Regions from separate parts of the Mus musculus genome. Here all the other regions are linked to region 5. A link is a contact called in public Hi-C, HiChIP or PLAC-seq, Micro-C and promoter capture Hi-C data. All regions are on one chromosome and are shown on one strand. Each heading gives the region's core, a stretch centred on a gene start, on an enhancer-like site or on the middle of the called end of the contact. The rest is flanking DNA. Distances are from core to core; before and after follow the strand shown.

What was found. Promoter capture Hi-C pulls out the DNA fragments that hold promoters and counts their contacts. A called contact is a pair of places that touch in the nucleus more often than the background predicts. HiChIP or PLAC-seq counts read pairs in DNA pulled down with a chosen protein or histone mark.
Region 1: a contact with region 5 is called in an H3K27ac HiChIP or PLAC-seq map of embryonic stem cells, with 3 times the contacts expected there. The contact joins the promoter of Eprn here to the promoter of Irx2 in region 5. A contact is called at or near these places in 5 of 39 promoter capture datasets (the 3T3-L1 cell line, 3T3-L1-derived adipocytes, embryonic stem cells and 1 more), 1 of 484 Hi-C or Micro-C datasets (embryonic stem cells) and 5 of 115 datasets of contacts at active chromatin or transcription factors (the NIH/3T3 cell line, embryonic forebrain, embryonic hindbrain and 2 more).
Region 2: a contact with region 5 is called in a Hi-C map of adipose-derived mesenchymal stem cells, with 4 times the contacts expected there. The contact joins the enhancer-like site here to the promoter of Irx2 in region 5. A contact is called at or near these places in 4 of 39 promoter capture datasets (the 3T3-L1 cell line, hippocampal neurons and liver), 3 of 484 Hi-C or Micro-C datasets (adipose-derived mesenchymal stem cells, embryonic fibroblasts and uterus) and 7 of 115 datasets of contacts at active chromatin or transcription factors (the NIH/3T3 cell line, craniofacial prominence, embryonic forebrain and 4 more).
Region 3: a Hi-C map of cardiomyocytes shows a contact between it and region 5, with 2.7 times the contacts expected there. The contact joins the enhancer-like site here to the promoter of Irx2 in region 5. A contact is called at or near these places in 4 of 484 Hi-C or Micro-C datasets (cardiomyocytes, cerebellum, embryonic stem cells and 1 more) and 4 of 115 datasets of contacts at active chromatin or transcription factors (embryonic forebrain, embryonic hindbrain, embryonic midbrain and 1 more).
Region 4: a contact with region 5 is called in a promoter capture Hi-C map of neural stem cells. The contact joins the enhancer-like site here to the promoter of Irx2 in region 5. A contact is called at or near these places in 2 of 39 promoter capture datasets (liver and neural stem cells) and 4 of 115 datasets of contacts at active chromatin or transcription factors (craniofacial prominence, embryonic forebrain, embryonic hindbrain and 1 more).
Region 6: a promoter capture Hi-C map of the 3T3-L1 cell line shows a contact between it and region 5, with 4 times the contacts expected there. The contact joins the promoter of Lpcat1 here to the promoter of Irx2 in region 5. A contact is called at or near these places in 1 of 39 promoter capture datasets (the 3T3-L1 cell line) and 1 of 115 datasets of contacts at active chromatin or transcription factors (embryonic hindbrain).
Region 7: a contact with region 5 is called in a Micro-C map of embryonic stem cells, with 3 times the contacts expected there. The contact joins the promoter of Clptm1l here to the promoter of Irx2 in region 5. A contact is called at or near these places in 1 of 39 promoter capture datasets (the 3T3-L1 cell line) and 1 of 484 Hi-C or Micro-C datasets (embryonic stem cells).

Annotation. Positions count from the first base shown.
Region 1 is chr13:73,346,105-73,349,214 of GRCm38.p6, reverse strand. It overlaps Eprn (ephemeron, early developmental lncRNA), which reads left to right and starts at 1,831. Exons shown (of 3, transcript NR_045293.1): 1 at 1,831-1,996; 2 at 2,154-2,719.
Region 2 is chr13:71,657,141-71,660,624 of GRCm38.p6, reverse strand. No RefSeq gene overlaps it. Among named protein-coding and RNA genes, the nearest start is that of Gm40999, 130 kb to the left of the region's middle. Within about 2 kb of position 1,379, at least 14 of the 459 cell types and tissues checked have an H3K27ac peak or open chromatin away from gene starts, as enhancers often do. A contact at or near this core is called in adipose-derived mesenchymal stem cells, where this site is marked.
Region 3 is chr13:73,404,311-73,407,627 of GRCm38.p6, reverse strand. No RefSeq gene overlaps it. Among named protein-coding and RNA genes, the nearest start is that of Eprn, 59 kb to the right of the region's middle. Within about 2 kb of position 1,712, at least 49 of the 459 cell types and tissues checked have an H3K27ac peak or open chromatin away from gene starts, as enhancers often do. A contact at or near this core is called in neural tube, where this site is marked.
Region 4 is chr13:71,802,543-71,805,831 of GRCm38.p6, reverse strand. No RefSeq gene overlaps it. Among named protein-coding and RNA genes, the nearest start is that of Gm40999, 18 kb to the right of the region's middle. Within about 2 kb of position 1,366, at least 13 of the 459 cell types and tissues checked have an H3K27ac peak or open chromatin away from gene starts, as enhancers often do. A contact at or near this core is called in neural stem cells, where this site is marked.
Region 5 is chr13:72,626,935-72,630,313 of GRCm38.p6, reverse strand. Irx2 (Iroquois homeobox 2) reads right to left here and starts at 1,494. Exons shown (of 5, transcript NM_010574.4): 1 at 1,001-1,494. The coding sequence starts at 1,252. Gm20554 (predicted gene, 20554) reads left to right here and starts at 1,750. Exons shown (of 1, transcript NR_030701.1): 1 at 1,750-3,379.
Region 6 is chr13:73,465,728-73,468,994 of GRCm38.p6, reverse strand. Lpcat1 (lysophosphatidylcholine acyltransferase 1) reads right to left here and starts at 1,764. Exons shown (of 14, transcript NM_145376.6): 1 at 1,478-1,764. The coding sequence starts at 1,612.
Region 7 is chr13:73,602,361-73,605,733 of GRCm38.p6, reverse strand. Clptm1l (CLPTM1-like) reads right to left here and starts at 1,732. Exons shown (of 17, transcript NM_146047.2): 1 at 1,335-1,732; 2 at 704-804. The coding sequence starts at 1,496.

The sequences.
Region 1 (3,110 bases), core at 582-3,081, 720 kb before region 5:
TTGGCCTAAGGATCACACCCCAGTTGACACAGGCTGTATTTGACTTCAGTGCTGGTGTCTTTCAGTTTACTGCTCTTAGAAGGATTTCTCTGTTGTTCTACATTTCATTGGTTTCCATGCTGTTTCTGTTTATTGTTCTATTTCTCATATTTTTGTATGAGTGTGGTGTATGTGCATGTGTGTGTGAGTACATGTACCTTAGCATATGAGGCCAAATGAATATATCTGGTTCCTACCCTATTATGCCAAGCCTTAAGAACAACAACCCTCGAACTGTGAGGCTGTCACAGACAAGAGAGACTATTTACTTAAATGGTCAATTTTTGTTTAAAATGGCCACTCAAATTAAAAGTAAAATTGGGGATCTGGAAAGAGGCTCAGCAGTTAAGAACACTGACTGATCTTCCAGAGGACCAGAGATCAAAGGGTTCTAAGTCTAACTAGAGAGCTATTGGTTACTGTCTTAGGATTTCATTGTTGTGAACAGACACCATGACCAAGGCAACTCTTATAAGGGACAACATTTAATTGGGGCTGCCTTACAGTTTCAGGGTTCAGTCCATTATCATCATGCCAGAATACATTGGAGCATCCAGGCAGACATGGTGTTGGAGAAGGAGCTGAGAATTCTGCATCTTGATCTGAAGGCAGCCAGGAAGAAGACTGTCTTCCAGGCATCAAGGAGAGGGGTATCAAATCCCACCCCTACAATGACACACTTCCTCCAACAAGGCCACACCTACTCCAACGAGGCCACACCTCCTAATAGTGCCACTCCCTGGGCCGAGCATGCTCAGATACGTGAGTCTATGGGGGCCAAACCTGTTCAAACCACTACAGTTAGAGTCAAGATTTGGATGCCACTCCTGTACCTTTGGGGCTATCATGCCACTCTGATCATAACTGTGGTACACAGGTGTCATAGCTGGGTAGACTATTGTTTGCTGTCTTCCTTTAGAAGCTGGGATGGAGCCTTTCTGGTACCATGAAGTTTAGTTTTCAGAAAAGAGGCTTTCAGGTCAGTTCCAGCTCAGGTGCTTTTAGTCCTGTGTCTGAAGTGCACGGTGTCTCCAGGAATGGGGACTTACTTTCTACCTCTGGCAGGCAGCCAAGTGAAATAGCAACGGCCTATGAGGTTTTAGGAGGCTCTTAGACAACACTGACCAACAGTTCGAAAGTAGACAGGCTTTTTGGCCTGGCGTTGGAATTTCTCCTCATCATAGACACCTACCATACCTTGCATGCCTGATAGACTACTTACCATAAAAAAAAAAAGATGAAGCTGAATGGTGTCCTCTTAAATGGCCTATGAGGTTTTAGGAGGCTCTTAGACAACACTGACCAACAGTTCGAAAGTAGACAGGCTTTTTGGCCTGGCGTTGGAATCTCTCCTCATCATAGACACCTACCATACCTTGCATGCCTGATAGACTACTTACCATAAAAAAAAAGATGAAGCTGAATGGTGTCCTCTTAAACTCATCTCAAAGCTGTAGCTCCCATGATAGGAACCATTATGTTACATAATATCCATTTCACCTGTGTTGTTGCATAGTATCCATTTTGCCTAATTTTGTCTATCGGGGCTTTTCTAAGCATGTTCCCTTGGTTAAATGAAGCCCAGATAGGCTAAGGGCTGCCAGTTCCTCTGAGGCTGCCACATTTCATATATTAACCTTAATGTTTCATTTCAGTCCCTGTTCTCAGGTCCTAATTTCTCCTTGAGAGGTGTGGTCCAAAAATCTCTTCAGGGAGCAGAAGGGTGATGGTCAGTTAATCTTTTAACTACTTCCATGACGTTAAGAGGAGGGGCTAGTCCCTGCCTAAAGGGATCACAGATTACCTTCAGTGGTTGGGGAGGAGTAGTTGGATTTTCAACAGCAGGGATCGACTGGAATCCCCATGTAATAGGTGTGGTATGTGTACTCTATTTCTTCCCTCATGGTGTCTAGGCACTGCTACACACCAGGCTGGAAGGAAGCAGAGGCCAGAAGAGGTGAGGTCTGTAGGGAAAGAGCTGGGGCAGAGCCGGGGTGGGAATGGGGGCCGAGAGGGGGCTTCTCCAGGGATTTTATTAGATATTTTCTTTATTTACATTTCAAATGTTATCCCCTTTTCTGGTTCTCCCCCCCCCCAACACCCCTCTTGGACAGAATCCTTCTGGTCGCCATCTGAGCCTGGAGCTAAGGCTGTTCCACAGCCCTCTCTACACAGGTTCCGCCAGAGAGAGCTGGTCTCCCAGGAGTGCTGACAGGGCTTGCAGGCCCACAGGAGGGACAAGCTCCAGCCAGAGACAGAAAGACCAACACCAGAAATAACCAGATGGCAAAAGGCAAGCGCAAGAACCTTACCAACAGAAACCAAGGCTACTTGGCATCAGACCCCAGTTCTCCCATCACAGCAAGTCCTGGATACCTCAACACACCGGAAAAGCAAGATATGGATTTAAAAATCACATCTCATTATGCTGATAGAGGATTTTAAGAAGGACATAAATAACTCCCTTAAAGAAGTACAGGAGAACACAAGTAAACAAATAGAAGCTTTAAAGAGGAAACAAAAATCCCTTAAAGAATTTCAGGAAAACACAACTGAACAGATGAAGGAATTAAACAAAACCATCCAGGATCTAAAAATGGAAGTAGAAACAAAAAGAAATCACAAAGGGAGACATCTCCCCGGATTTTAATGGAACAGCTCTCTTAGACAATCTTAGTTTGTGAGTATTCCTTTATTTGGGGTGGGTTTGCATGCATACACCCCTGGATAGTGGGAAGGGGTTCTTCTTAGGGTTAAGTTTCATTGGAGTTTAAAGTACTGTGAATGTCTCCTTTGTGTGGAAAGGCATTCCAGGAATTCCAGATATGTGCAGGGCAAGTTTGGGGTTGGGGCAAGGGTGGGGGAGGGAGGACTATGTGACATTCTTCAGGTAGAAGATTGTGGGTCAGAGGTCGGGTTCCCCAGATCGGGCAGAGAAGAAACCCACCTAAGAAAATGGAGTCCTACATATTGTATCAAGCTCAAAGGAGCTATCTGCACAGGATAGACTATAATTTTGGTAGCAAGAAGCAACAAATAGGGTGTTACATATTCTAGAAGATACAGACTTT
Region 2 (3,484 bases), core at 130-2,629, 970 kb after region 5:
GCTTGCCTTTATAGCCCTGGTCACTAGGCTAGTGGAGTCAGAAGCTGAGGACAGACAGCCATTGTCTGCCATGGTGCATCCTGGGAAGAGGGTGAAAGGGCATCTACATCATGTTTGTGAAATCAGTGTGACCCTTGATGGCACCGAGCAGCCTTCAGGCCTCAGTCGTGATACGGTTGCATTCTTCTATATTCTGATCCTGCTACTCCATACTCCTTGGGCAGCCTTTATTTTGGGGGAGAGGGAGGACTCTCTCTCTGTATATATCTGTCTGGGTTTTCTATTCAGTATTACCTTCACAGGAACATGAATACTCACCTCAGGATCCCTGCTGTCTGGGGAGGAAAATTGGAGGGAGTTCCAGGTCCTGTGGTAGTCCTGTGGGAGTTCCAGGTCCTGCTGCAGGAGTGTTTCATCACCAGTGGCAGAGCAGAGGGCTACTGAGGTGCACAGCTACAGGAGATGCTGGCTTTTCTACAGAGGAACCACTGCAGGGCAGCAGTAGCAAGAGGCTTATTACCAGGTATCTGTCTGTCCCTTTGTCCCTGGGTTGCTGCTCTACCTTGGTTAGATGACAATCAGCATAATTTCCACCAACTGCCATTTCCAGGCGTTAAGGCCAAGGGTGATTCCACAAGTCTGTGGACAGAACCTCATCTTCACTCTTTCCTAAATATAATGTTAAAAACTGACTTCTTTAGAGATGTCTCCATCAGCCAGGAAGACAAAATAGTACTTTAAAAAAAGACATTAGCCTCATATTTACGTGAAAGATCATGACAACCTGGTAAAACTAGGCTGCCCGTACAGGGCTATATATTTTAAAGGACCTTGTAATTTATGTTTTGAAATTTCTTTCCTACACGGTTGTAGAGTGTAGTTGAAGCTTCTGACATTTATAATGGAGCAGCAGAGATCTGCTAGCTAAATGGTATGCAACATTCCATAAATTACAGCCTGAAATTTGTCTTAGTGTTCCAGTATCCTTGTGACAGGTTTTTCTCTGAGAAGGAAAAAAAAGTGGGGGGGGGGTGTGACATGAGTGTCGAAAGGCAGAATCCATCTTAACCACTTCGAAGGCCTGCCTGACTAGAGAGTTGCTCTGGGATACTCAGGATGACCGTGTGGGGATACTCACCTGGTGGGTTATTTCACTAAATGTAGAGAGTTCTTGTTGGGACCAATCCCAGTCAGCTATCACAGGCACCTTGCCCATCAATCAGGCAGGGGTCTTCCAGCTTTATTCAAGTTGACAACGGTTAGCTGCCTGCTGTCTGTGTCTAGTATCTTTTGCTGCTTGTGTGCCTGGTTTCACTTGGGGTCAGGATCTTGCTACATAAGGGAGTTTCTGAGTTCCTTCACAGTTGACTCATCCTAGAGGCCAGGACTTGTGAGTAACAGCTCTGGAGGTGTTGTGTGACAACTCTGGAGAGGTGGCAAATGGGATTTTCTTCTCTTACTGTCTTGGGTTCAATTGCGCTCCTGAACTGTGAACTAAAGATGGCAAGACTTCATGGGCGTGACGCACAGGGACAGAGGAGAGTAACATGAACCCAGGCAGTCAAGATGGCGGCCTGGAAACCCTGTTTTGTAAAAGGCCAGGATGTGGAAGTGAATCCAGTTTTTGCCTGTAACAGCCAAAAACAATGAGCATGCACTGTGTGAGTGTGGGTCAGTGAAACTCTCTTCCCAGAGACAGACTGGATTCTGGACTTGTCCCACAGGACACAATTCACTCAGTCTATATGAAAGATGTGTTTCAAAATATTTTGTTCAAGTCTCCGTTCCAAGATCTGTAACTCCCAGCCCTCGTTTGCTGATACAAGCCTCAACCAATGGTTATTGGTTAAACCCTTTCCCCTTCTCTCCCTGTGCTTCTTGAGCTTTTCAGCCTCTCTAGCTCTGGCACAGACTCCCTGCACCCCTTCTACATTTCTGGGAACACACTTCTTCCTTCTCTCACAATCCCAGCTCTCTGGGAGAGCAGCTCGAAGTATCTCATAGTCATTCATTCTTTCCAAACTTAAAGCTCACACATGCACACAACCATGTCTGTTGAATGTTGTGTTTCCAGAAGGGTCAGTGCTGCCAGAGGTCTGCTTTCAAAAGAAAATGAGAACACCCTTCCCTCATAAAACATGAGAGAGAGAGAGAGAGAGAGAGAGAGAGAGAGAGAGAGAGAGAGAGAGAGAGAGAGAGAGACTAAATTAGAGATCTCCATCGGATCTCTTCTCTAGGAGCTCAAGGAAAGTCCCCCAGAAGAGAGGAAGGAAGGATTGTAGGATCCAGAGGGTCTGAAGACACCAGGAGAACACCCCCCACCGAATCACCTAAGCAGGGCTCTGACTCAGATATTTGAATCTCCAATTGGTGGTGCTCTTTGGGAGGTTTAGGAGGTGTGCATTGCTGGAGGAAGTACATCACTGGGAGTGGGCTTTGGGAGTTTAAATCTTTAAGCCACTTCCAGGGTGTCCCCTTTGCTTCGTGTTTGTGACTCATAATGTGAAGTCTCAGACTCTCACTCCTGGTCATGCCTGACACCTACTGTCACGTTGACTGCAACAAATGAACTCTAACCCTCTCTAACTATGAGCCATAAATGAACTCTTTGTTTTAATAATTTGGCTTAGCCCTGGTGTTTTATTACAGTAGCAAGAAAGCAAATAAGACTGATTATACAATTTTCAGAAAAAAAATTAACCAAAGACCCTTTCTATAAAAACTCCTAAGACAAAATACTGTGATAAGCATCTTTAGAAATGGAGAGACCCCGTTGGAGCACCTCATTCATGACTTAAGTACAAGGCAATGCACAGTCCCTTGCTGGTAGACCTCTGTTCAATGAACAAATAAATATTGATGAAATAAATTGATCACTTTTCTGACCTTATCATCAGTTTCTTTTCTATGACTAATACCCATAGTTATGCTAAAAATGTTTTGACAAGTATTTCTCAATTACAGACAAAACTTAGCTTCAATATCCTTGAAAAATACAGAACTAGAAATATGGCATTTATGTCTGACAAAGAGTTTTCCACTAAAATCACTCTATTAACACATGAGGATGAAGTACGTGTTCTTTTAATCCCATTAGTTTCTGAAAGGTATGGAAATCAGGTCCTATGAATGTTTCAAAATCAGCTCAAAAAAAAAAAAAAAAAAGGACAAACAATGAAAAACACATCTTCCAAGCATGTTCGTAGCTGCTAGCCATGGAACACACTCCATGCAGAGCTCACTTGAGATAGGATTGGCTGAGCACAGAGAGTGGAGGTACCATCTTTTATTCAGTTTAGTCCACAGTGAACAATAGCAATGGAGTGAGAAGGTAAATTTTAAAGTGCATGCCAAAGAACTTAAAGGGAAAGTGCTAGCAGGATCTTGAAGAGCAGATGTGGCATTTGTTGGGACTCCATGTACTACAGGAAGTGTGCGATAGATTCAGACCTAGGAAGGATGGATGGGGTTTAGATAAATAAAC
Region 3 (3,317 bases), core at 463-2,962, 780 kb before region 5:
TGCACTAGCTTTGTCTACCCACGATTTGACTGGGATGAGCCCTGAAGTCTGAGGGACAAAGGGGATGGGGTGGAGGGTGGTGGTGTGGGGATTCTTGCAGGATCTGCTGCTTTATCATCAGACATCCTCTGTTCATTGCTGATGGAATTTAAAATTTGAGAATTCGTATAGCCTGGGCTGGCCTTGAGTTCTGTTATTCTCCTTCAGCATCTTAAATGCTGGGCTTACAGATGTGTACCATCATGTTTGCTGGATTTTAGGAGGATATGCTTAGATGAGTGTCTTCTGAAGTAGAGGACCATCATGGGTGTTTATACAGAAACAATGTCCTAATCCAGTTGGTTCTGCAGCTGTAGCGAGTCCTTACTATCACTGAGGACAGGGATCATGGTATCTGCAGGACTGCAGAGAAAGGGTGAAGTCCAGTGGGCCCCTACAGTGGCCAGCAGATGAGTGGAATAATAGCCTTCCCTGAGGTGCCCCTACCCTGCTAGAAGGCAAGAAGCTTGGTGTGCAGCCAAATGCCCAGCCAGGGGGGTCTCAGAAAAGAAGAGAGAAAACTGTGCAAGGCTTTTCTCACTTTCAGACTTAAGAGGTTCTTAAATGCAACTGTTTCACTTTTGGATGTTATAGACCAGCAGGGGACATAACTGGGTTGTAGCAGACAATTGTGTTCAAACTTGATAAGCTCAATTCAGTCCTCCAAATTGGACTGACTGAAAGCTTGGTGCCAGTGCCCGGAAGAAAAGATGCTTATTCATTCCTTAGCTTGCTCATCCATCCATCCATCCATCCATCCATCCATCCATCCATCCAGTCCTGGGACAGTGTCCACAGGCAGGGCTGGGAGCCTACTTGTTCCAAAGAGAATCCAAGCATGTTTGTAGCTGCCTGGCAGGTGTGGGGACTGAGATCAGAGTCTGAGAGTTCTGGAAGGGTAAGAAAGGGTCGGCAGGAGTTCCATGAGAAAGTGGAAAGCAGGGACCGGCTTAGTATTCAGTTAGACCCGGGAGGAAAGCAATATATACAAACAATCAGCAACTGAGGATCTCTTAGGGGTTCCAAGAGGAGGACAGAGGGAGAGAAGCAGGGGGTGATGCCGAATCCAAGCAGAAGTGAGGGCAGCGGAACCCCAGGATAGAGGGAAGTGCAAGGGCTATGGGCCACAATAGCTGGGCCCTAGAGCCTGTGAAACTGTCCAAAGCGGGAGCAGTCAAGGATGCCCACTACAGGCTAGTGGCAAGGTGCTCAAGGCAGGCTGGGATCCAGGCAGCTGGAGTGGAGAAAAGAGTCTTGAGGGGTGGAGCAGCCCTTCTACTCCACAGTCTTTCAGCAGTCCAGGAGGGGAACCGAGGGACCACGTTTACCTAGCCTATGACCTCAGGCAAAGGATCTAGGGATTGGAAGTTGGCAGGGACCTCCCCCTGCTCCAACCAGCTTCGGAAACTACTGGCTCACATTCCACTCAGAGTGGTCCTCTCCTTTCCGGTAGAGCGTGGCCGGCCTGGTCTCCAGAGTAGGGGTAGGAGTATCAATTGCGACTTTGCCCACTTCCCTATGAAAGGGATTCTGGGGAACAGTCTCCTCCTTTTTCCAAAGACCCACAATCAGGGCATCCCCTCGAGAGTCTCAATCTGCCTGCAGAATGACCTCCCCTCGCCCGCCCAGCGGTGGCGCCCTTGCTCTGGGAACGTGGAACCCTGAGGCTCTGACGCAGGGTCTGGCTCCAGTTACGTACTGACCTTAGGGTGTCAGGTTGCAGGAGACTGGAGGTCTGTGGCTGAGCTTGTCCCAGGACAGTTTTTCAGTGGTGGGAAGAGACGGGTCAGAGTACCTGTCAAGAGAAACCCTGTCACTTCCCACAGGCAATTTTGCTAACACTCTCCATTTCTCAGCCTAGTTGAAGATCATCTCGTAATCGGTAAAGGAGATTCCCACCCATATCCCAGTATAGCTGCCTCACCCCAATTGGACCTACAGCAGCAGTTCTCAACCTGTGGGTCACAACCCCCCCCCCCCAGTGCCACATATCAAATATTTATGATTCATAACAGTAGCAAACCTACAGTAATAAAGTAACAAAGACATATTTTATAGTGGGAGGGGGGTCACCACAACATGGAAAATTGTATTAAAGGGTTGCTGAAGCATTAGAAAGGTTGGAAACCACTGGCCTGCAGACTTTGTGGCAAAGATTCTGTCTTAGTCAGGGTTTCTATTCCTACACAAACATCATGACCAAGAAGCAAGTTGGGAAGGAAAGGATTTATTCAACTTACATTTCCACATTGTTCTTCATCACCAAAGGAAGTCAGGACTGGAACTCAAGCCAGGTCAGGAAGCAGGAGTTGATGCAGAGGCTATGGAGGGATGTTACTTACTGGCTTGCTTCCCCTGGCTTGCTCAGCTTGCTCTTTTATAGAACCAAGACTACCAGCCCAGGGATGGCACCATCTGCAATGGGCCCTCCCACCCTTGATCACTAATTGAGAAAATGCCTTGTAGCTGGATCTCATGGAGGCATTTCCTCGAGAGGGGCTCCTTTCTCTGTGATAACTCCAGCTTGTGTCAAGTTGACAGACAAACCAACTGGTACAGATGCCTAGGCTCTTACCTGGCCCCAAGAATCCCCACCTGTATTGCACTTTTGCTTCAGCATACACCTGGGCCCTGCAGACAAGCCTCCCCTGCTCAGGTCACACTAGGCTCACTGATGTGCTTGCAGAGGTGTCTCTAGTTAAAGACTTGGTTGTCCCCTGGACTCTTGACTTGCATGCTGGGTCTTACAGGTGGAGTGACCTGAAGTTTGGTTATTAAAGACTAAAGTTAAGGATGAGTCCTATAAGGCCTGTCCATCAGCCCAGCAGGAGGAAGGTGACAGGTGGGTTCAGCCTTCACCTATCCTAAGCCCCAAGTGTCGACCTGATGCACTAGAATAGGACTGCCCCTCTGCTACTTGGGGCTGTATGGCTTGGGACAGAGGCCGAGGGACCAGAAGACCACTGCCCTGCAGGGGAGGAGACTGGAGAAATCTCTAGCTGGTTTCTATTCACTGAAAATAAGGTGATCTTTCTCCCTGGACTAGAGTCTTGTGGAAAAGGACAGCTAAGTGTGGCATGTGTCTGTAATCCCACTTCTCAGGAAGCTGAGGCAGGAAGATGGTTGCAGGTTCAAGGCCAGCCTGGCCTGGTCTACACAGCAGGCTAACCAGGATTTCATATGTGACCTTGTCTCAAAAAAAGAAACAACAATCAGAAAAGGAAGGAGCAGGTGTTGGCTTGGGAATTCTATTATCACAGCCATGTTTAAATAAAGAC
Region 4 (3,289 bases), core at 117-2,616, 820 kb after region 5:
GCTAAAAAGCAATCCCATTATGTATTGAATCATCTGAGCAACTGCATTATGTAGCCATGTAAAACCTTAATGATGTGCATGATAATATAATCAATGAGAAGCACAGCTTAGAGACTACGGTATGCTTTCTTCCCATGTCAAAATAACATTTTAATCCTGGTAGAATCTGTTTTGAAAGAACCTTGTGGCAAACCCGGGATTAGTTTGTTTCTTGTTTTATCCAGGAGAAAATATGTCACATGCATGAAGACCAAAAAATAGAAACACAGTAATATTAAAAACACAATGCATGTTTCAGTGCATATTATATACCCACTACAAGGAGAAGTGGCTTATAAATTCTCTTTTCTGAACACCACAAGGGAGAGATTTGTAAACACGTGGAACCAACTGTAAGTTCCACACTTATTTATGGAGTGAAAATCATTTCCAGCATTTCCAGAAGAACAGATCTGTTTTATATGGGAAAGCTAGCCAAGTGTTGTTTTTTTTAAGTCTTGGCTCAGGGTATTCCCACGACTAAGCACTCCTGTCTGCACACAGTAGGGCCAAGAAGAGGCTGAAAAGAGAACCTGGCATCTGAGATCCTGTATCATCCCTGAATGCTCCTTTCTACTGCCTTCTTGTGGTTGTATTGTGTGAAGAAGGAGGGCACTTTCCCACAGAAGCAAAACAACTGGGTGGTGGTGGGGGACCAGGGGTATCCTGGAAGTCACTATGTAGCCCTGCAAGCTTCCATAATGCTTATAAAAGCTTTTTAGAAGAATGATTTTAGAGGCAATGGTACAGTTAATTACAAAATGAGAAAGCTTGAGCAATTTAGGTTTTTTAATTAATTGATAAAAATAATGTACAAACAAACAAGTTTGTCTGCTTGAAGTCTCCCTTGGTTTTGGTCTTTCTCGGATAGTCCTCTTCACCGCCTTTGATTACCTCAGCCAGGCTCAGGTTGCATATACATTTGGCATGTGTCTGTGCACATGCCTACTAATGCCACGAATTAGAAGCAAGCAAAGAGCATTCCTCTGGAGTTAGTCGTTTTCCCAAACATTTGTTGTTGTCTGATCCAGTTTTGCTGACACAGCAGTTTCTTGCACTAGGCAACGTCTACAGTTTCCACAGAATACAGATTTCGGTTATGGCAGCTACAGGACACCGCTGCAAGTATTTGAACACACCACCTTGGTCCCTATTGAAACTCCCCCAGTGAATGCTCCCTGGGAACCTGCTTCCCGTTTCCTTGGCTACACTGTCATCTGTGCTCCCAGAACTGAGGCTCTTTGGGGACCTGAGCCTACATTGTGGCTGAGAGGATAGCTGGCTGCTCTCACATTGTCTTCTATGCTGGGACGCAGCGCCCTTTCCCAAGCAGACTGCAAGGCAATGCCAAGTATTTCAATCCCCTGTGGCTACCAACAATGGAGACCAGTCCACAGCTCACTCACAGGGATGGAGGGGCTCTTCCCCAGTTAGCTCCTGACAGAATGCATCCAAGAGGACAGCTTTCGGATAATAAATGATCATGGCTAGGAGCTCTCAGTGAAATGGAGGGAAACAAGCCCAGCACTGAATGCCTATGGCCCACCCCGCTGGCACCCCACTGGGCAAGACGTGAGTGTCTGGATGCGCAAAGATCAGCTGTGTGGAGAGGAGTAGGGCAGCCCCTCTCAAGCCAGCAGCACTTGTCCTGGGAGCTCCAAAAGGACATTTGATATCATGGCCCTGTGTCTTTTAGAACTCTTGCCTCGGTGCACAAAGTAAGACTTTCAAATCGGACAAGAGAAGTAAATTTCCTTTCTTCCTCTCATTGCCTGGACAAAACATTGAACTTGCAAAGCAAAATGCATTTATGTACCTAATTCACTTGAACCTTGGAGTCGAGGTAAAAAACTCATGTACACTCTCAGGAGATTGTTTTCAACTGAAAAATATTCCAAGCCAGACGAACCAGAGGCAGCCCTGTCAAGCTGCTGGACGGAGGAGTTAATATTCTCTTCCAGAGTTCAGCTAGGGTGTGGGTGAGCTGGTTTCCATTGGGATGTAGGGAAAGGTTGGCTTCTGTGTTGTGATGGCCCAATGCTCTCAAATAGAGTACCTGGAGTATGCCGAGCACCTGGGAAGCATAGGTGCCGTGGGCTGCATATGGAGATGGTGAAGCCAAACAGGAAATCTCAGTACTAAAACCACTTAGAATCATTGTCAGATATCTGCCTGGGGTGTAAGCAGGAATCTATCCTTATCTTACTCAGGGGACAGGCAGATGAGAAACAACATGAGGGAGTTAAAGAGACCAACAAACACCCTCTTGTGATGAAGTTACTGACTTCACATTCCTGATACTGGCTGGCTTATCCACCTTCTCACTTGATAACATCATTGGAATAATAGTTTCTTTCTAAAAATAATCAGACTCCTTAGGAATTCTGTATTCTCACAGGTCTTAAGCGCATGTGTGAATGAATGTATGCTGTGTGTCCTTCTGTGTCTGTGTGTGACTGCATACATGACTCACCTGTAACAATTTTCATGGTCCTCTCATAATACCAAGGGGATAACAATCCACTACTTGAATCACTTATTGTTATCATTTTAAGTGTGGTTAGGATTCTATCTCAATAAGTTCAAAGAGAAGGTGGGATACTATATTCTCTGCCAATTTTCCATTCACTTCTCTTTGAAATACAAACCCACAAAATTTAATTTATGATACAAAAGTTTTGAAAGATTTCTCCTCCACTTCTTCCTCCTTTTTCCTCCTCTCCCTCCTCCTTCTCTTTCTCCTTCTTCTTTATCTTGTAATTGTGTATATGACTATTTTGTCTCCATGTGTGTCTGGGCACTATGTGTATGTAGTGCCCATTGAAGCCAGAAGAGGGAGGCTCAACTCCTAGACTGGTGTCACAGAGGGTTGTGAGCACCATGTGGGTTCTGGAAATTGAACGTGGTTTCCTCTGCAAGAGCAACCAGTGCTCTTAACCACTAAGCCATCTCTCCAGACCCCGATTTTCAAATTTTGATTTATTCAAATGCTACTTGACCATTTAAGATATCAAACTGCTGCAGTTTTCAAAATTCTTATAATTTTATACTTTTGATAAATTATCTGTGTGGACATTGTTGTGTATCTTGTGTACTCCTTTAATTTAGTAATACCACCATATGTAGTGTGTATGTGTATGCACATGCATACATGCATACATGCATAGAGGACCACCATGATATCAATTCAATATATAATCTCCTCAAAAACTCCAGCATTTTTATTTTATACTGTTATAATGAACTGCTG
Region 5 (3,379 bases), core at 245-2,744:
TGCAAACATATCTGGATAGTCCCGCACTACAGCAAGTAGTTTCTTTATATCTAAATTTCATCATAGGCTTCCCGCTCTGCTCCCTCCTTCCCTTCCCTCCCTTATGTAGCTTAAAAAATACTTCGGAACCCCACTCCGCTATTCACCCTCTAAAGCAGAGTAAATCCAATTTGCAACTCAGAAGCCAGTCAGCGTTTCCAATTCTTCAACTACGTAGTAATTAGCATTTTAATTCATCCTTTAACGTTTAACTAGGAGAGGTTTGTAACCTTTTCCCAAGGCCTGGTTCCTACCCAGGGAATTCCACCTAGAGCAAACCCCCTCCGCCCATACACAATGTCTTCACACACCCCAAAACTGCCAAGACCCGCTCTGGCGGGGCCTGTTTTCAGAACTCAGAGATGCTCAGACAGATCCCGGATCTACGGAGCTGGAACCCATAGGCCTACTACGAACTCTGGCAGCACTTAGCGGGTCCCAAACCCGTTAACACATTATTTTTTTTTCCCTGAAAGCCGGGTCAGCGAGACAGAAAACGGCCAACACTAAAGAGCTTCGGCCTGGGTCTAGGGCGAGAGCCACAGGCTCAGCCTATCCCCACCCCACCCCCCCCCCACCCGCATCCCCACCCCCCCACCCCGTGACCCCGCCGCCACCAGTCTGGCCAAGAAACCCAAAGCTTGCGGCATTGGCCCTAGAGGCCTGGGCAGCCGGGGCCCTCAGCTTGGAACCACGCGGAGAGCAGTGGACAGATTTCGCAGCCCCAGCAATCGGCACGCGCGGATTAGAGATTACTCTTGGCCCAGGCACGGGTGGAGTAGCACTTCGCACGAGCTCAAGGGAAATCAGCCTACGAGCTCTGCAGGTCAGTCCCGTCCCTTGTTTAGTGCGGCAACGGGTGCTGGTGACTTTGGAGCTGCCACCCGCAACGCGTCCCCAGCGCTCAGCTCAACTCACTCCCTGGTCCGGGTCTCCCCAGCCCCCACCCCAAAGCAGTTACCACGTAGGACGGGAAGCCGGCAGCCGCGGCGGCGGCGGCGTCCGCCGAGTACTGCAGCGGGCTGCCGAAGCCGGTTGCCGCCTGCGCTGTGAAGGCCGCCGAGCCGGGGTACGGGCTGAACGCGGAGCCCGACGCCGAACGCGCCAGCTCCTCGCTGCGCGGCGCCGCCAGCGCGGACGCGCCGTACGCGGGGCACGAGTAGAGCGCCAGCGAGCCGGGCGCTTGGTACAGGTAGCCCTGCGGGTAGGACATGGTGGGCGCGGGGCGCGGGGCCCGCGTCACACGGAGCAGCGGGCAGCGCGCGCGGCGCCCTCCATCCACGCCCGGCCGGGGCGCACCGAGGCCGCGGGCCGGAGCAGGCTGGGCTGGTGGGCGCTAGGCTGGGCGCGGGGCTGGAGGATCGGCGGGGCGGCGGTAGCGGCAGCGCGGAGCCGGTGGGCGCAGCCGCGCGCCAGGCCGGCGGTCGGGATTTGGGGGAGTCTGCAGTCAGGAGTGAGGAGTTGAGGAAGGAGCGCTCGAGTTTCCGAGGGACATTGGAACGCCGAGCTGTCCGTCACACTCTCATCTGCATATTCTGGTGCCCGCCCCTCCCCTGCTCCGCCCGCCGCCGAGGCCCCGCTGAGGCCGGGGGAGGGGCAGAGAGCGGAGGGGTGGGAAGTGGAGGGGAAGGCGGAGGAGTGGCAGCCAGAGGCTGGAGGGAGGGACGTGCAGGCTTTTGTCGCGCAGCGGCCTCTCTCCACTCCCGCCCCGGCCCGCAGCCTGCAGCGGTGAAGCCCAGCCTGGCCAAACTGGGCGTAGCGCTCACCCCCTCCCACTGGCACATCCTCTCAGCCACGTCCGCGCACCCCGCCGCCGACTCCCGCCTTGGCCCAGCCACCTTTCTCCTTCCCGGGGCCCCATCCGGGCACTGCCGGCGCTCTTGCTCGCCTAGCACTGGTCAGCAAAGGCCTCCTGCAGTCGGGCCAGGTCCGATCCACCTGGAGAACATACGGATCGGGCACCCCTCATCACCCTGAAGATAGCAGCCCAGGTCGCATGCGGTGTCCAGGGCAGACACCGCAGGGAGATGGAGGGCAGTGTGGAGACACCTGCAGAGTTGCCTGGGCATCCCACTTCTACAGTCCTCTGTCCGCCTGTACTCCAGGCTGAGGCTGCCCGTGTGGCTTCCCGTCCGGTCTCCTGCTCCTGGTGCCTGGGCTGCCAAGCATCTACCCGGAATCTGAGCGTTTCGGTTTGAAGCTGTGGGAGGCCCCGTGGTGAGGCTTCTGTCCAAGTCCACAGAGAAGATTTCAGGCCGTGTTAGGAACATCATGTCCGTTAACGTCTGGAACACGCCAGTGAGTGACTCGCTTCAACAAACGCCACTCTGGTCCAAAAAGAGTTTTTGTTTTCTTTTGTTAAGTTGAATGCCTGTTCGAAATTGGGGGAGAGGTTCCTGTCAGGAGAGCTGACTTGACTTTGCTAGAGTATCCACTGCCACTTCCCGAAAGGACATGGGCCAGCTTGTGAAGTGTCGCAGTCGTGAGGTGGTTCAGGTAACCTGAGGTCCAGGAGTTGACTCGCGGGTCCCTTGAGCCCTTAGGTCCCAGCCCCTAAACTTTCTCGACCATACCTGCTCCCTTTCCCCAAGTGAGGGGAGTCGATGGCCAGGATGGGCACTAGTACGCTGGATGTAAAGGAGCGTCAATGGGGGGCGCTTGGGATTCGTAGGGGTCAGGTGTGAGCTGGCCCGGGAGGGGGCGCCCGCCCAACAGGTGTCTCCTTGAAGCTTGCTAGGTAGAGCACGAGGACTCTGAAACCTGGCGCGCGGGCCTGAGCTTCCATTTTATTCTCGGTGGGCTCTGAAGCTAGTAGAGGGCGGCAGAGTTCTCCTGCCTGTGAGCGCCTGGCTTCTGCTTAGGCCTGGATCGTGGCGCTCCAGCTCCTGCAGCAGCCAGATCCGTGACACCGAATGAATGCTGTAGTCAGCCAGGCTGCTTTTTGTCTTGTCCAGGTCCCAGGGAACCAGGGATCAATTGTAGTGATGGACTGGAGACAATTTTTCCCGGGCAGGCAGGCAAGCAAATTTATCACTTTTGGTAGGAACTTTCCAGGCACTCTACTCAAACACTGCCACCACCATACACCCTCCCCTTATTGCCCCCCCCCCCGCCACCCCCCAGAACTTCTGAACCCCTTTCAGCAGTCTCGGTGCCTGTGCAGAGCCCACTCCCCTTTATACCCTGAGTTATTTACTGTCTAGCATCTACAGAAAAGACCCTGGGTGGGGCATACTCATTCAAGGGAGGGGGAGGGAAGGGAAGGGAAGGGAAGGGAAGGGAAGGGAAGGGAAGGGAAGGGAAGGGAAGGGAAGGGAAGGGAAGGGAAGGAAGAGGTCAC
Region 6 (3,267 bases), core at 515-3,014, 840 kb before region 5:
GAGAAAGATGCTTCATCCAGACTAAGTTGAGGCAGAGCATACAGAGCAGGAAGGGACAGGAACATAAAGTAGGGGGTGTGGAAACAGTGTGAGGTAAACCAGGAGATTAAGATGAGGGTAGGAACCTACCAAGATGGGGTAGAGGCAGACTAGCAAGGTCAGAACTGGAAAGAATAACTAGGAATGGGTTGTTGATGGTGATTAGGGTGGGATGTAGTAGGATGAACCAGGAGGGACTTGACTTGGGAGGGGTCCCAAATCCACACAGGCAGCAGATCCGGGAGGAAGGAAGACCCACAAGTGACAAGGGATAGAGTTGTAGGGTAGGAGGTTGTGGACTGAAACTGAGAGTAATAAAGTTCAAATATGACTGCACCCTAAGCCCTCCTGCTGGGCACAGCCCCAGGCCGTGAGGAGCAACCTGACAGCAGCAAAGACTTCAGGAAAAGCCTCACAGGCTCCAGACACAACCAGGAAAGAGGACAAGACCTGGGGGCCAATATGAGGCCTTTACTTTACACTCTCCGTGTTCAATTCTGCTGACCATCCATTCCTACGGGTGATAACTAACCCCACTGGATGCTTTGAGCAGAAACCGGTGCTTGGGAAAGTAATAATTTCAACAGACTTTACCTTAATATTATGTCTGATAGGTTACACATTTAAAAACACCATCTCCTCCTAGAGCTGGTCCCTTACAGTTGGAAATACTACTCTGCCTGTAAACCACGGAAGTCTGAAACTGTGAACTCTGCTCATTACTCAAAGAAGGGTCCCAGAAGTGACCACAGCACCACAGACCTGGCCCCTGAGTAAAAAAAGGTCCCACGTGCCGGGTCTCACGGTGAGAACCACAAGAACAGATAGCAACTGTGCCTAGATCCAGGTCCCCGCTCACTACTAGCCAGCCGCAGCGCACAGGTTCCCTCTCACGTGGGAACTATGTTGTATAAAGTTGATACCGGGCACAGGCAGCCCAAGGGAGCATCGCTAACAACCGACACAGTGTACTAGACACAGGAAACAATCTGCAAACATGGATGTGGAAATCATCCTATTGGGTTATGCCAGGGGCCCCGCGCGTCCGGTGCTCCAGATGACAATTCAGGTTCCGACACTAGGCCACGGAGACACACAGTAGGCCTCCTAGCTGTGCGGAGACGCTGGAAAGGGGCTGCCTGATGCGAGGACACCCCCCCACCCCCGCCCACCTCCAGGCCTCCTGCTGGCGGGAACCCGGGCCAGGCCTGGGATGAGGGTGCAGGGCCCAAGGGATGGAGTGCAGGGTCCAGTACCGAAACCAAAAGGGTGTAAGTCGGCGTGCACGCAGGCGGCGGGAAGCGGGACCCTGGCGCGGGTTGGAAGAGTGCTGCAGGGGAGGGGTGCGGCTCACGGAGGACCGGGCGGCGCCCAGCCCCTCCCCACCGCATCCCGAGCGCATCCTGGATAGAGTACAGCAGCGCTGCGGAGAACCCACCTGGGCCTTCTGCAGGGCGCTCAGTCGCAGCTCGTGCACGAAGGGGTTCCGCCCCGGGGGCGCTAGGCGCCGCGCGTCGCCTGCCCCAGAGCTGGAGGAGGGGGCGGCCCGCGGCCCGCGGCCCCGCAGCCTCATGGCTGCCCGCGCCTGAGCAAGGAGTAGAGCAGATGGAGCTCAGCCGACCGAGCTCAGCTGAACCGAGCCAAGCACAGAAGAGCCGAGAGCAGCAGAGCTAGCAGAGCGCGCGGGAGAGGGCCTAGGATGCGCGGCCGCCCGGAGGCGCAGGCGCGGGAGGGGCGGCGTGACGTGGGTGGGGCCAACGGGGTGCCCCGCCCAGACCGCTCTGGGCTATGAATGCGCCTGCGCGTCTTAAGGCTCCTGGACTTAGGGGAATCCTGCGAATTTGCATGTGTAGGGAGACCTTAAATTTTGGGTCGCAGGACTGAACTGGGCAGGCCCACTTCTCAGCGCAACGCTGTCCTCACAGGCAGCTTCCTTCCCCTAACCATTGTAATCCATCAGTCGCCATCGAGGGAGAAGATAGGCTAGGAGACCCTAATTTGTATCACACCATTAACTAGGACTCTAAATAGCCTTTCTGCTAAAATGTATTCATTTGACTCACTGGATGCCTTTTGTACTTTGTATCCTGTTTTAAAATAGGATACAAAGTAGCTTTCTGATCAAAATGTATACATTTGAAAAACTAAAGAAATGCCTTTTGTAGCAACACCAGGTGCTTTTATTTGTATAGCTCATAGAACACTCAACAAGCAGGTACTGGGAGACAGAGGGTCTAGCCTCAGTCACCAGACAGGAAAAAGGAGCTAAATTCTGCCTAATTCCAGATACCCTTGGCTTCCTGTCTAACCTCCCCAAAGTCCAAACTTCCTGTGGACACCAGAGCTCTCAGAGTCTCCACCACATCCTCTCACAATAGAGTGACCAGAGCCTCTGATAACTCCTGACAGAAATGTGACCAGGCTCTGTTTTGAGGAGTTGGCTAGAAGAAAAATGCTCGCACAGATCTTGTCACTTCAAAGCTTCATCTTGTATTGGACACGTGACGTTATCTTGAGATTCCCTTGTCCCCTCTGCAAAATGAGCCATGAAGCAGCGACAGTACACATAGCCTTTCCTCTGGGCTAAGAAGGCTGTGGAGATCCTTAAGGACTATGAGCAAACTTAATGTTCTTTTTTTTTTTTTTTTTTTTTTTTCAAGACAGGGTTTCTCTGTTTAGCCCTGGCTGTCCTGGAGCTCACTTTGTAGACCAGGCTGGCCTCGAACTCAGAAATCCACCTGCCTCTGCCTCCGAGTGCTGGGATTAAAGGCGTGCGCCATCACACCCGGCCTTAATGTTCTGATATGTTGTCCTGTGACCTAGATTCCACTGATTCTAGATTTTAATTCCCATTTGTTCAAGTCTCAGACACAAGAGTGTAGCATCCAAGGATCTTCAGCTCCCTGTCAAGAAAACCCCAGGGCACAAAGGCCTATCAGGCTTACAAACAGACCTTTAGAGGAAGGAAGACAGGCGGGCCAGGTGCCACCTGAAGTCTACAAGCAAAGAAGCCTGCGGGTATCCTGGGCCAGGATTTCTGTAGCCTCAAAGCTGGGTCATAGAAAGCTGTGAACATCCTGTGTAGCGGTGTTGACCCAAGTCCACATATTTTGTGGAAAGAAAATCTTTTGCAGGTGATCATGATGACTCTAATAGATTTGTCAGGACCCATCCAGTATTAGTGATGTCTTTGTGAATGGGAGATTTGAATGAGGAGACAAGGCAGAA
Region 7 (3,373 bases), core at 483-2,982, 980 kb before region 5:
AACAGACGTGGAGCTCAGGACCAGGACCACTCATGCTTCTTCAACTTCTTCCAGGCTCTAAAATGAATGTTTCACTATCTATCCTGGCACAGGGTGATGAATAGGAGGCGGGATTTGCCCCTATAAAACTAGTGAATGGCACCAGGACGTCCAACCTCCATTTCAAGAGGATGGGCATGGGTAGTTAATAACTACCCTAGGGCCACAGGCTAATAGGCATGGACAGTGATGCACTGGGTGGGAGCTAAAGACTGGTTGGCTAGTGAGCTTGATACCTGTTGGGCAGTACAGGATCTTGATTGGATGAGCAATTTTACAAATTTTATTTGAACTTTTGCACGTTAAAATCATATGTCAAATGCTAAGCCATGTTAATTCCCAAAAGTTACTGTATATAGCTGAGCATTGAGATTTATATTCTAATGCCAAAGGTCACTTACTTGTAAGTAACAAGTGAACTAACTACTCTTACTAGGTAGGCCAATGTATCATTCCTTGGGAGACTACATGGGCTGTAGTAAACCACGCTGCCCTTAGATTGCAGTAAAAGCTACTTGCTAAGTGACAAACACCTGTTACTTTCAGCTTGACTGTTTACACAGACCCTAGACAGGAGTGCTTCTATAGGATGTCCTCACTCTACATACAATGCTATCCATGACATCCTGGAACCCATCTCTGGCAATCTGTCCCACATCCACACCTTTCAAATTTGGAATCCACATCAAAGTCTTCCACGTTCAAGATCAGGTCCACATTGTTCTCTGCACCAAGGCTGGACCGTGTGGTGGTGTAAACACTCAGCTGGAAAGAGTGAGCAAGAATGAATAGCCAAAAGGTCCTGATAGAAAACATGTAACTATTGTGAGAGGGTAGCAATCTGAGGGCTACCTCTCAGAGGGTGAGCTTGGGCAAGATGGCCTGTGTGACACTGCTGTGAACAAGGAACCTAACTGTAGAGCTGACCTGTCCGGAATTCCCACTAGAAGCAGGAAGTGACACAGGTGATAAGAGGGCAGAGCTAGCAGCCTGACTCCCATATGGCTGGAGATCTCCTGTTAACTTCCACTGGGGTCCCGTTAGGAAACACGTGTAGGGCAACTGGATCTCAGTTATAATCGGGGTAGGGCAGAGCACCAAGGGGTAACAAGAGAGCAGCAGAGAACAGAGAAGTCTCAACTCCAGCTCTCACTGCCACCTAACCAGAACATTGGACAGTGACATCAGTGATAAGGGGCAAAACTGGTAGCCCGAAACCCTCTGACCAGTGCCAGTAGGGGGTGGGTGGTAGCACCCGGCCGGGAGGCGCCTTCTTAGGGCTCCCGGACGCTCACCTGCAGTTTGGGCCGCAGGGCCAGATAGGGCTGGATGCAGTTGGAGTCACCCGAGCACGGACGGGTATAGACGATACCGTACATGACCCAGCAGGTATGCACCACGTACACCAGGAACACGCCCACCACCAAGCTGGTAAAAGAGCTGCGGCCGCTCCACATGGCGCCGCAACCTGCGGGCCGAGCGCCGCCGCCGCCCGCCGCTCACGGGAGAGCCGCTGCGCGCCACCGCCACCGCCGCGGGGAAACCAACGCGCCTCGCGCGGGCCGCCGGCCGCCCCGCATGCTCCCGATAACCCACACCCGGCGCTGGGGGATTGGCCGGATTTGCCGGCCACCGCTTCCGGGAACCGAGCAGCTGGCGGAAGTGGACGCGCACGGCCCTCTGGGAGCCAGACGCTCCGCCACGCACTCGCAACCTCACGACGACCGCACGACCGGCGCGCGCGCGTGACGTCAGCCTCTTGCGCCGTACTCCCGGCATGCCTGTGGGAGCCCAGGTCCGCCACCAACCTTGGCGGCACCCGGTTCTTGGAAATTTTTTCTTTGCGTTGCTCTTCTTAAGGCCCTGTGCAGCCTTACGGCGGCGCCCCAGGATGATGGCGGGGACGACCCTGATCCTGGCTCTTCAAAGTCTAGGGGAGCGTCCAAAAGTTAAGAAAACACGGAGGAGACTCAGGAAACTCAAATACCGATTTCTCGGGTGTGAGGTTACTGTGTTGATAACATGCAGTTCAAGATGGCCAGAAAAGGTCAAAAAGAGTTTTTACAGGTCACTTGCCCCTTTTGTCAGAAGAATAAGTTCCTTTGCGGTAATATAAATCTTAATCCTGGCTAACATGCAAAGGTAGGTTATATCTCAAGAAGATCTTTTTCCCGGACTTCCCATTACTCATTCAGATAAAACCATCTGGGTTCTTAAATTTATTTATTCACTTTACATCCCGATGTCAGCCCCTACTCTCCTCTTATCCTCTCCCCTGTCCCCTCTCCCCTTCTCATCTCAGAAGGGGGTAGGCCACTCAGATAAACCATCGGAGTCCATTAATTGTTCACTTTACGTCCTGATGCCAGCCCCTACTCTCTTCCCTACTCCCTCTCCCCTTCTCTGAGAAGGGGAGGCTCCACTGGGTACCAACCCACCCCTGGCACATCAAGTCACTGCAGGACTGGCCACATTCTCTCCCACTGAGGCCAGACAAGGCAGCCTAGTTAGGGGAACGGGATCCACAGGTAGGCAACACTGGGACAGACCCGGGTCCATTTGTTGGGGAACTTGAATGAAGACCAAGCTGCACATCTGCTATATATGTGTTGGGGTGGGGTGTAGGTCCAGTCCATGTATGCTCTTTGGTTGGTGGTTTAGTCTTTGGGAGACCCCCAAGGGCCCAGGTTAGTTGACTCTGTTGGTCTTGTGGACTCCTGTCCCCCCCAGATCTCAATTCTTGCTCCAACTTTTCTATAAGACTCCCCAAGCTCTGTCTAATGTTTAGCTGTGGGTCTCTGTATCTGTTTCAGTCAGCTGCTGGGTAGAGCCTCTTAAGAGGACAGTTATGCTAGGCTCCTCTCTGCAAGAATAACAGAGTATCAGGTTCTTCTGGCCTTCATTTTAATCTTCTTAAATATTTCTTGGTTTAGGGTATACACAGTTTCTAGAGTGAAGTGGCCAGTGCTGTGACAGCCCAGGACGATGGCCTGCAGAGATCAAGCAAAAAATGATATTTCCTGTTTTCAGAAGCTTGTTGGCTGTTGGTGCTTTTCATTAGTGACCAGCTCCTTACTCTATGGTGGCCTCAGAAACTTAAGTTTTGGAGCTCATTGTTCTCAAAACGGCATTCTCATGTTTCTCACACGTGTAATCAGAAGTGTGATTGGGCATTTTCTAAAAATGGTGCTTTTAAATAGAAGGTTTCAGAAATGGAGCACCTATTTCAGCATGAGGGTATCTTAGGGTTTCTATTGCTTCGATGAACACCATAACTGAAAGAAATTTGGAGAGGAAAGGGTTTATTATGCTTATGTATCCACATCACTAAAGG